Regions from separate parts of the Rattus norvegicus genome. Here region 2 is linked to region 1. Evidence: chromatin contacts called from public Hi-C data. All regions are on one chromosome and are shown on one strand. The core of a region is the stretch at or near the end of the contact, and the rest is flanking DNA. Distances in the headings are between cores, read along the strand shown. Region 1 overlaps Klf12 (KLF transcription factor 12). Region 2 has its middle 24 kb from the start of Klf12.

Region 1 (4,339 bases), core at 1,174-3,673:
GAAGAAACAAATCTACTGCTTGGCAGAGACCTGGAGTTAAGAATGAGCTAGTAGCCAGGAAGGTGAGTTGTGTGGCATAACAGTGAAGAATTCTAGGCATGAAGGACAAAGCCATGAGTCCTTGTCCTTTTTGCTTGGCTATAGAAAGGGAGAAGGACAGATGTTGGGAGGAGGTGACCTTGTCTAGAAACTGCAGTCCTTGATTCTACTGAATCTGTGCTCAGATGATTGCACAGAAGTGTTGCTGCCCTAGAGCACTGAGTTGAAAACTTGGAAAAGTGCAGCGAAGATTTGCTTCAGGAGACTAATTCTCTCAGGTAGTACATAACCATTAACCTTCCTCATTGGCGACCACGGTCCTCAGATGCCTTCAGCTCCCATTGCTGTGCCTTCCATTTTTTATCACATTTCCAGTACTTGCTTTACAAACACATTTCCCCATTTTCGAGGTTATCCCTTTGATCTCTTGACAGTTCCCTTGGCTGTATAGGAGCTCTTGAGTTCCATGTATTCCCCCTCTCTATTTTTGCCTTCCGTGTTTTGGCTTTGGGGCTTGTATCCACAGTTCCATGTCTTGGAGCTCGTTCCTGATTTCCGTTCCAGTGTTCATCCTGCTACCACAGATCCATCATGACCTACTTCTTCCAGTGTTTTCAGAGGCAAGAAGAATTCTCTTCTACCCTCCTTCTTCAGGATGCTGTGTCAGTTCGGCTTTGTGCCTATCTCTCTCAGGAATCTCCTTACCAAGCCTTCTTCTCCCAGGTTCTCTGTCTCCTTAGGTTGTGGTTGATCTGTTCTTTGTCTATTCTCCTCTTTGCTAACCATGTGAAGTTGATACATAATGTATACAAGAAAAGTTCACTGGAATCTAGTGTCTTCAGCACACTCTGTTCACACATGTTGCACAGTGTGTCTGAATGTACTGTTCAGGACAGGAGATAATTTTCTTTTGGCCTTTGGAAGCATTCTTTCACCATAGTCTCCACTTGGATGCTGTTAGCACCATTCTTTCGTTAATTCACTTCTCTTCAGCTCGTCTTCTTCAGGGTCTTAGCAACATGCCATACCCCTGACCTTCTGTGTGTCTCAATGACACACCTTCATGTGCTTGTTTGCCCTGTGCCTTAGTTTTAAGCAACTAAGTGGCCTCTGTCATCAGTAACCTTAAAGCCTTCCTTTTAAGGAGTTTTAACTTCAAATATAGAAATCTCTTTGACCCAAATTGAGCTAGAGCTGATGATTCTGGGATGTGCTAGGATTAGAATACAGTTCTTTTAAAGATATCTTTGCAGACATTTATCACAGCATCCTGAGTTTGATAAAATGAGCATAGGGGATATGGGGGTCCTGTCTGAGTCTGGTTTCCTACTATGCCCATGCTTTCTTCTAACTTTCCTACTCAGATGTTGGATATCTTAGGCCAAGATTTCAATTTTCATTCTTATTATCACTGCCCGCCTCCTTTTAGCTTCTGTTGCTTCCTTTCTAAAATATATATAAAAACAACAAAAACAAAAACAAATCAAAGCAAAACCCACACCTTCCCTTCTTATCTATGTGCTCCTTGTTTTGTCTATCACTGTCATCTTTAATTGCCAGGAACACTTGTTCTGATAAGAATCCTGTCCTTTCAGTGTCCACTTGTGGAGTGCTTTAAGGAAGTCTGCTGTCTCTGCTTGGACCACCAATCAGCTTTTTGTTTTTGTTTGAGCTTGTCTTTGGGCTTCTCTCAGGGCCCCTGGACAGGGGAACTATTTATCCAGGCAGGAGCCATCTTTGAGGATTTATTCCATGGCTGATTGCACTTCTCTGTAGGATCACTTTCTAAACTTAAGAACTTTAAACTTCTAGAACTAGAGAGCAGTGGGTAGCCTGTATGCTCGGTACCTGGATTCGCACGCCAGCCATTTCTTTCATGCCCTTCTCTGTCCGAGTCCCTCCCCTTCCCTGGGTGGATGATCTCTCAGTGGAAGCCTGTACATTTCATTCTATTCCCCAAATGAGCTCTGGTCCTCTGGGATCTGAGAAAGCAGTCCTCTAGGTGAGTTTGTTACAGTGGGGGCCTTATTCATCCTTAGATGGTTTGTCAGTAAGTCTCCCCGGTTATTTTTATTTTTATTTTTTTTAGCTGATCCTTTCCTCCAGTTTTAGAGTTAGATATGGCTGTCAGTTTCCCAGATTCTGGGACTTTTATTTGTGGAATAAGTTAATTTATTTTCTGTTTCTCCCTTGAGTGTCTTAGCCACATTCAGCTTTCCAGGGTTCCCAAATCATTTCTTTACTTTTCAGCCATCTGTTTCATTTTATTCCTTTCCAAAAATAATTTTGATGTTATTGACTCATTTCTCATTCTCTACCTGAGTAGAAGCCTGTGACCTGCCGTCGTATTTGAACGTTGGTGAGGGTGAAAGTCAGCTCGCTCAGGGTGCTCAGCACGCTCTCCACTCAGGAGTCAGCGATCTTCCTGTTGACTTTCCGAGTTTGCCTTTCTGTCAATTATTTATCCGTATGTTTTCCTGTTGGATTTCTTGTTTGTCCTTCCACCCCCAATTGAGTTTCCTGATCTAGTCTAGATTTTTAGTCCATTCTTTGCTTTATATCATCATGATTGCAACATTGGACTGTGTGATAAAGCTCTGTTCTCAAAGGTTTCCAGGCACTGCAGGGTGTTACCATATTAAGTTTTTCTATATAAGTGTTTCTACATAAGTGTCATTATTACAAGGGCTTTCCAGAATATGAATGTCATAATTAAATCATTTTAATGCCTTGTGTTTCTGGTGTTAAAAAGCCAGTTATTGAATGATGGTTATAGTGGAACATTTGATTTGTATTTGTTCTTTTGGTTGAAAAAAAAAAAAAAACCAACGGTTTCAGGCTGGTTGTTGCCACTCAGTTCTGACGTTTCTTATCTATTATAGAGTTTCTACTTGTTAGACTCTACATGGATATAGAGTCTAAATAGATGTCATGGTGAAGCTCTTCCTTACATGTGGACAAGTAGGTTCTAGCAAGTGGGATAAAAACTGGATGTTGCGTGCATGTGAACATATCTTTTAGGTAACCTGGTACATATAAGAACCATGTACTAACCTACAGTGTCACTGGTGCCCTTGCTATGCAAAGGTTTTAATTTTTGTTTGTTTTATTTTATTTTTCAGGTTTCTCCCTGCCTCTGTTGCTTAATAGAGTGCAATATTTCCTAGTGAAAGTAGATATAACATACTTCTTATCTGATGAGTTTTTCATATCTCATGAGTGGTGCACTGTTTTGCCCACAAATAATGGAATTGGCTTTTAAAAACTAATCCATTGCATTCCTTCTGACCCCTTTGTTTCTTTGTTTCCTTCCTTTGTTTCTATTGTATGTAATGGAGAAGCAGTGGCTGGAGATCAAGCTAATGTATTGACTCATGAGGACCATGCCCATGCCTAAGGATAGTGGAGCTGTGAACTGGGCTATCCTTGGCTTCTTCAAGATGGGAGAGTCCAACTTCCATGGCCACCTACCTCAGTGGACCATAGACTAACTACCTCACTATGCACTCTGGCAGATAACTACTTCAGCCCCTCATTAGGCACTGTCCCTTTCAGTTTGTGGATCCATCCAGCTAACCCTGGTCTTTAAAGTCAGTTCAGACTGGCTGAAGTTCAAATGTTGCTTTGTGGTTTATGGTTTTGTAAAACCGGGGTATCCAAGAAATGGATCTGTTCCTAAGTATTCTCCGTTCTGTAATGTAAGTAGCATCGTGGGTCTGTTTCCCGCTCTGCCTTCTTCCAGCTTTGCTGTTCTTGTTTGCTTCTTCTGAGATAGCAAAATGTGGGAACAGTACTGCCCCCAGCTGCCTCCAATTTCCACAGCAAAGACTCTACTCTCAGGAAACTAACAACTACTTTCTGATGACTAGTAATGGGCTTGCTAACTCTTTCCCTAATCCTGTCAGGGTGATGGCGAGGATAGACATGCTGCTGTGGCCATTGCTGGCGTAGAGAGACCTGTTAACCCCAACATTGGTTAAGCAAGGTTTCCGTGGAATGGAGGAGGATTGTGTTGTGTACTTGGCAATTATTGTATTTCATCTTAATGCATTTGAAAGAAAATATACATGCTAACTTTTGGATACATTTTCCCTTGTTTTAGTAGTTTATATACAAAGCAATTAATGTTAAAATGAATAATTTCTGTGAGTCAATAATCACAAGGAAGTAAATGACAAGTAAGCCATAGGGATACAGTGGGCAGAGTGAAATGGTAACTGTAAGTGAATCATCTTGGAAAGGTGGGTAATTAAAAGACCAAGTAAAAACACCATTCTAAAAAAAATCATGGGTTCTAATA
Region 2 (4,339 bases), core at 472-2,971, 40 kb before region 1:
GACAGTAAAACCATATGCAGCCCCATCCCTCACTCTGTACACGATTTGACTCTAAGTGGAGCAGTCCTTAGCATAAGACCTGAAACTTTGAAACTGTTAGAGGAAAACACATGGGAACACTTGACGATTTCTCAGAACAGGGCCTTAAAGACTTAGGAAATAGTAGCAAAGATTGATAAATAGGGCTGCATAAGATTTAAAAGACTGTCACAACAGAAGAGAGTCAAGAGACAGCCTTGAGAGTAGGACTACTTATCCAACAGTAATATGTCGAATGCATAAAGATCAGCATTAGGGGCCTAGTGAGCTACTCACCAGCTAAAAGCACTGCCCGCTCTTGCAGGAATCCTGAGTTCAGGTCTTATCACCCACATTGCGATTCATAGTTTTCTACAACTTCAGTTCCAGGGGACCCTGTGACCTTTTCTGGCCTCTTTTAGCACTGCACACGCTTATATACATATAAGCAAAGTAGTCATATACATAAAAAAATTTAAAAAGTAATTAAAATTGCACACCAAATGAACAAACAAGCCAATGCATAAATGACAAAATTAGCAGCAGACACTTATCTAGTAAAATGGCCAATAAATATATGAAGAACGCTCAACCTCTCTAACTAAAACATTCAACCTCTCTAACTAGTAGGGAAATGCAAATAGAAGCTACATTGAGATCCTGTCACGTCTCAATGAGAATGGCTATGGTGAACCAAACCAAGAATCTGCAAATGTATGTAAAGATGTGAAGAAAAGAGATGTGTCCACTTTTGACAGGAATGTGAATTAGTTCACGCAATGAATGTTCATGAAATGGATGTTCATGAAAAAATTAAAATTTGACCTCTCATATGATTGTTCTGTATGTCAGTTGTTGGTATATACAACCGAAGTATCCAAGTCAACATATTAGGGAAAACACCAAACGTGTGTTTACTGCAGCATTATTTAAAATAGCCAAGACCTGTAAACAGCATAGGTTCCTGTCAGAAGATGAATTAATACAATCATGTTTTAGGTGAACAAGAAGGGAATTGTCATTGGGAGAAAAGTAATGGAACTGGAGATCACCATGTTAAGTGCAAAAACTGTCTCAGAAAGACAGTGCCGCATGTTTTCTCTCATATGTGGCAGGTAGTGAGCAAAGATATCAAAAGGAGACCATAAGCAGGTATGAGAAGGGTGGGCGGGGAAAGTGGAAGGGCCCCACCAATGGTAACAGCGGGGGAGTATAATCAGAGACTCTTATATGTATATAATCAGAGACTCTTATACGTATATATGGAAATGGTACGCAGTGGTATGCTAAAAAAAGTGGAAGAAAAAAAAAAAAAACAAACAAACGACCCAACAACTCCCAGTGGTTCCAGATAAGAAGCACCCAGCGCACTGTTTTCCTGGGTGCTAGACCTCGTGGACTTCTCTGTACCTGTTCCCTTCTCGTTTGCCCTGGGTAACTCAGACTTCCACCTCAAATAGCATAGAACAGGCAAAATCAGATGTTGAGCTAGGCTTGGTGGCTCATAAAATGCCAGTTCTGGGAGCAGTGGGAGTCTGGGACATTTAAGGCGATCCTTGGCTATATGAAGAGTTCAAGGCAATACTGAACTCCACCAAACCATTTTCCAAAATAAAGACCGGAATCCTCTGGTGTTGGTGTTTGTTGTAGGGTTACAAAATAACTTGTTTCTTCTTTAGTCTAAAGGGCAGGTGAAAGAGATAAGGCCACCAGTCTTTATTTCTGAGTTTAATAATTAGTAAAAGACAAATAGGCACTTTGTGTAGGAGAGAACACCCAGTTGAGAAACGTTAAGCCGTTTAATGCTATAAGCAAAAGTGGGTGACTAACGGAGTTTTTGAGATTGTTAGAGAAGTTAATCTCCGGAACTTTCTTCTGATGTTGTTAGTTTTTAAGCCACTGCACAGTTTCAACGTTGTTTCTTCTGCATCCCTTTGAGTTCTTTTCATAATGAGGTTGTCATGTGCAGCCTTTAAAGCTATTTTGAGTAACTTAGCCAGGCATACTCATCTCACAAATGAAGTGGAGGGAACTGGTACTCAGAAATAAGTATAGAGTATAACGTTCTGTGATAAGTTAGTTGTCTTAGTCACATTTCTGCCTCTGTTACCAGTGATGGAATTAATAAAGACAATTCTTATTTTCATACGCTTGCATTTCTGTATGTAGACACTGGTGTTGAAAAGTGGCTGAAACCAGAATTCTCTCCGTATACAATACACTCTTGACCTTAGAAGTATTCAAAGCGAGGGTTGGGGATTTAGCTCAGTGGTAGAGCGCTTGCCTAGCAACTGCAAGGCCCTGGGTTCGGTCCCCAGCTCCGAAAAAAAAGAAAAAAAAAGCGAGGAAATTAAAGCTGTTTTGTATTACTGTTTTGTAGAATACTTCTACTCCATGTCTGGATATGTCTGCTCCTAAAGTCTGCTGTTGAAATAGTATTGATTGAATTAAGACATGGCACCCTGTTCAAATGGTTACATTTTATGGGCTGCCCCTCATGAGATGGAATTAAGGGCCAGTCTAGAGGCTGCTAGCAATGTGCTGCTAACTTCCTGTTCCATTCTCTTGCCTCCTGAAGACAGCATTGGTCTCCTGAAAGGTTTCATCCACCTGCGACCATCTCCAAAGCAGAGATCATGGTCTATTGGCTGACTGAATCTACCAGTGCCTTGATCATGGACCTGCAGCCTTTACAACGAAGCAATTACATTTCCGGTCTTCATAAACTGCCCAGAGTCTGCTAGTTTTTTATGCTAGTTTAGTTTTAGTTGCCTAGCCTCAGACATGCAAGTATGAATACACTTGCTGTGCTAGTTTATTTTTGTCACCTTGGCAAAAACTAGAGTCATTTAAGAAGAGGAGATTGCAACTGAAGAATTGCTTTGATCACATAGGTCAATAATCATGTCTGTGGGACATTCTCTTGTGAATGACTGATGTGTGTGGGTAGGTGGTCCTGGGCTGGATGAACAAGTCACGGAATGTGAGGTGGTAAATAGTGGCTACCTCTGTAGTCTGTAGTTTAGTCCCGGACTCTAGATTCCTGCCTTTGGTTTCTGCTCTGTCTTATCTTGAAGTTATTTTATAACCTATAAGCCTAATAAACCCTTCCCTCCCCCAATTGCTTTTAGTCAGAGTTTTGTCACAACAACAGAGAAGCAAAGTAGAACACTTATATATATCTTAAATTGGTCAAACAAGAAAGCTTGAAATCTTAAAAAGTATATAGTGAATAAAGTGAGGGAGCATTCATAACTATATGCAGGTCACCTATCCCAAACCCATAGTCTCGTCACTTTCAGTAGTCACAAAACTGGGCGACAGCATAATGAATTTTAAGACATTAGAAAATCTTCCTTTAAAAGGTATACGGGGGTATTCAAGGGACATCTGGCTTGTTTTCAGTTTCGAGCTACAAAGAGAAGAGTTTAAAACTATAGCTAATTATAACAAAGTCTTTCAATTAGTGTCAGAGCACTTGCAAACCTTTCATTAGGTTGTGATTATTTCTCAGACCTTTAGAGACAGTTTCTGCTGGGCCAGGCAAGCTTCCTGTACAGATTCCCTGTGTGGACATGTGGCTCTTCTCAGGTTGTTAGGTCAGCATCCTCCTTTTTCTCTTCTTGAGCTTGTGAGTTTCGTCAGAAAGAAGCTGACGTTGTATGAGGTTCATATAGTGCAGAGAGAAGTTAAATGTGCAGGTGACTCTTAAATGTAGGTTAGATGTCTGCTTTCCATTATCAAATCCGCAAAACATAATGAGCAGAAAATGGTAACTTAGAGTTTTCACTGACGTTAGCTTTGAGACTGAGGATATAACTCTGAAAGAAGAGTGCTTGCGCAGCATTCATGCAACCCTGGGTTCTGTCCCCAGCACTACATAAACGTGCAGTGGTAAATGCCTACAACCCCCACATTCTAGAGCTGGAGGATGGCAGATCAGAAAGCCAAGACCGTCGTTAGGTGCATACTAAATCTGAGTGCAGTCTTGGATACAAAATACCTTGTCTCAAAAAGATTAAAAAAAAAAAGAAGTTGTAATGGAAACCTGAAGCTTCTCTTTAAGCTGGTTTATCCTTTGCGTGATTCTATCTGTCAAGAATAGTGACTGATTAAATCAAAAGCTAGCCTAAGAAATGAGGAATGAGTCCAGATGAAATCACTAGCCAACACCGCTGAAACTCACTTGCTGTCCAGTTATCTTTCTGTTCTTGGTACTTAAGCTAAGTCCTGTAGGGGTCCCTTCCTTCTTGTCTTCTTTCTTATCATTTATTAAGCTCTTTTTTTTTTTTTTTTTTTTTTTGCTTGTTCCAGCACTGGT

The links. Hi-C and Micro-C count contacts between places; a contact is called where the count stands out from the background.
Region 2: a contact with region 1 is called in a Hi-C map of liver, with 1.8 times the contacts expected there. The contact joins two enhancer-like sites. A contact is called at or near these places in 3 of 12 Hi-C or Micro-C datasets (kidney and liver).

The regions. Positions count from the first base shown.
Region 1 is chr15:83,378,290-83,382,628 of GRCr8, reverse strand. The region is part of intron 1 of Klf12 (KLF transcription factor 12); the gene reads left to right. Among named protein-coding and RNA genes, the nearest start is that of Klf12, 15 kb to the left of the region's middle. Within about 2 kb of position 2,423, at least 2 of the 93 cell types and tissues checked have an H3K27ac peak or open chromatin away from gene starts, as enhancers often do. A contact at or near this core is called in liver, where this site is marked.
Region 2 is chr15:83,417,108-83,421,446 of GRCr8, reverse strand. It overlaps a transcript of Klf12 not described here. Among named protein-coding and RNA genes, the nearest start is that of Klf12, 24 kb to the right of the region's middle. Within about 2 kb of position 1,721, at least 3 of the 93 cell types and tissues checked have an H3K27ac peak or open chromatin away from gene starts, as enhancers often do. A contact at or near this core is called in liver, where this site is marked.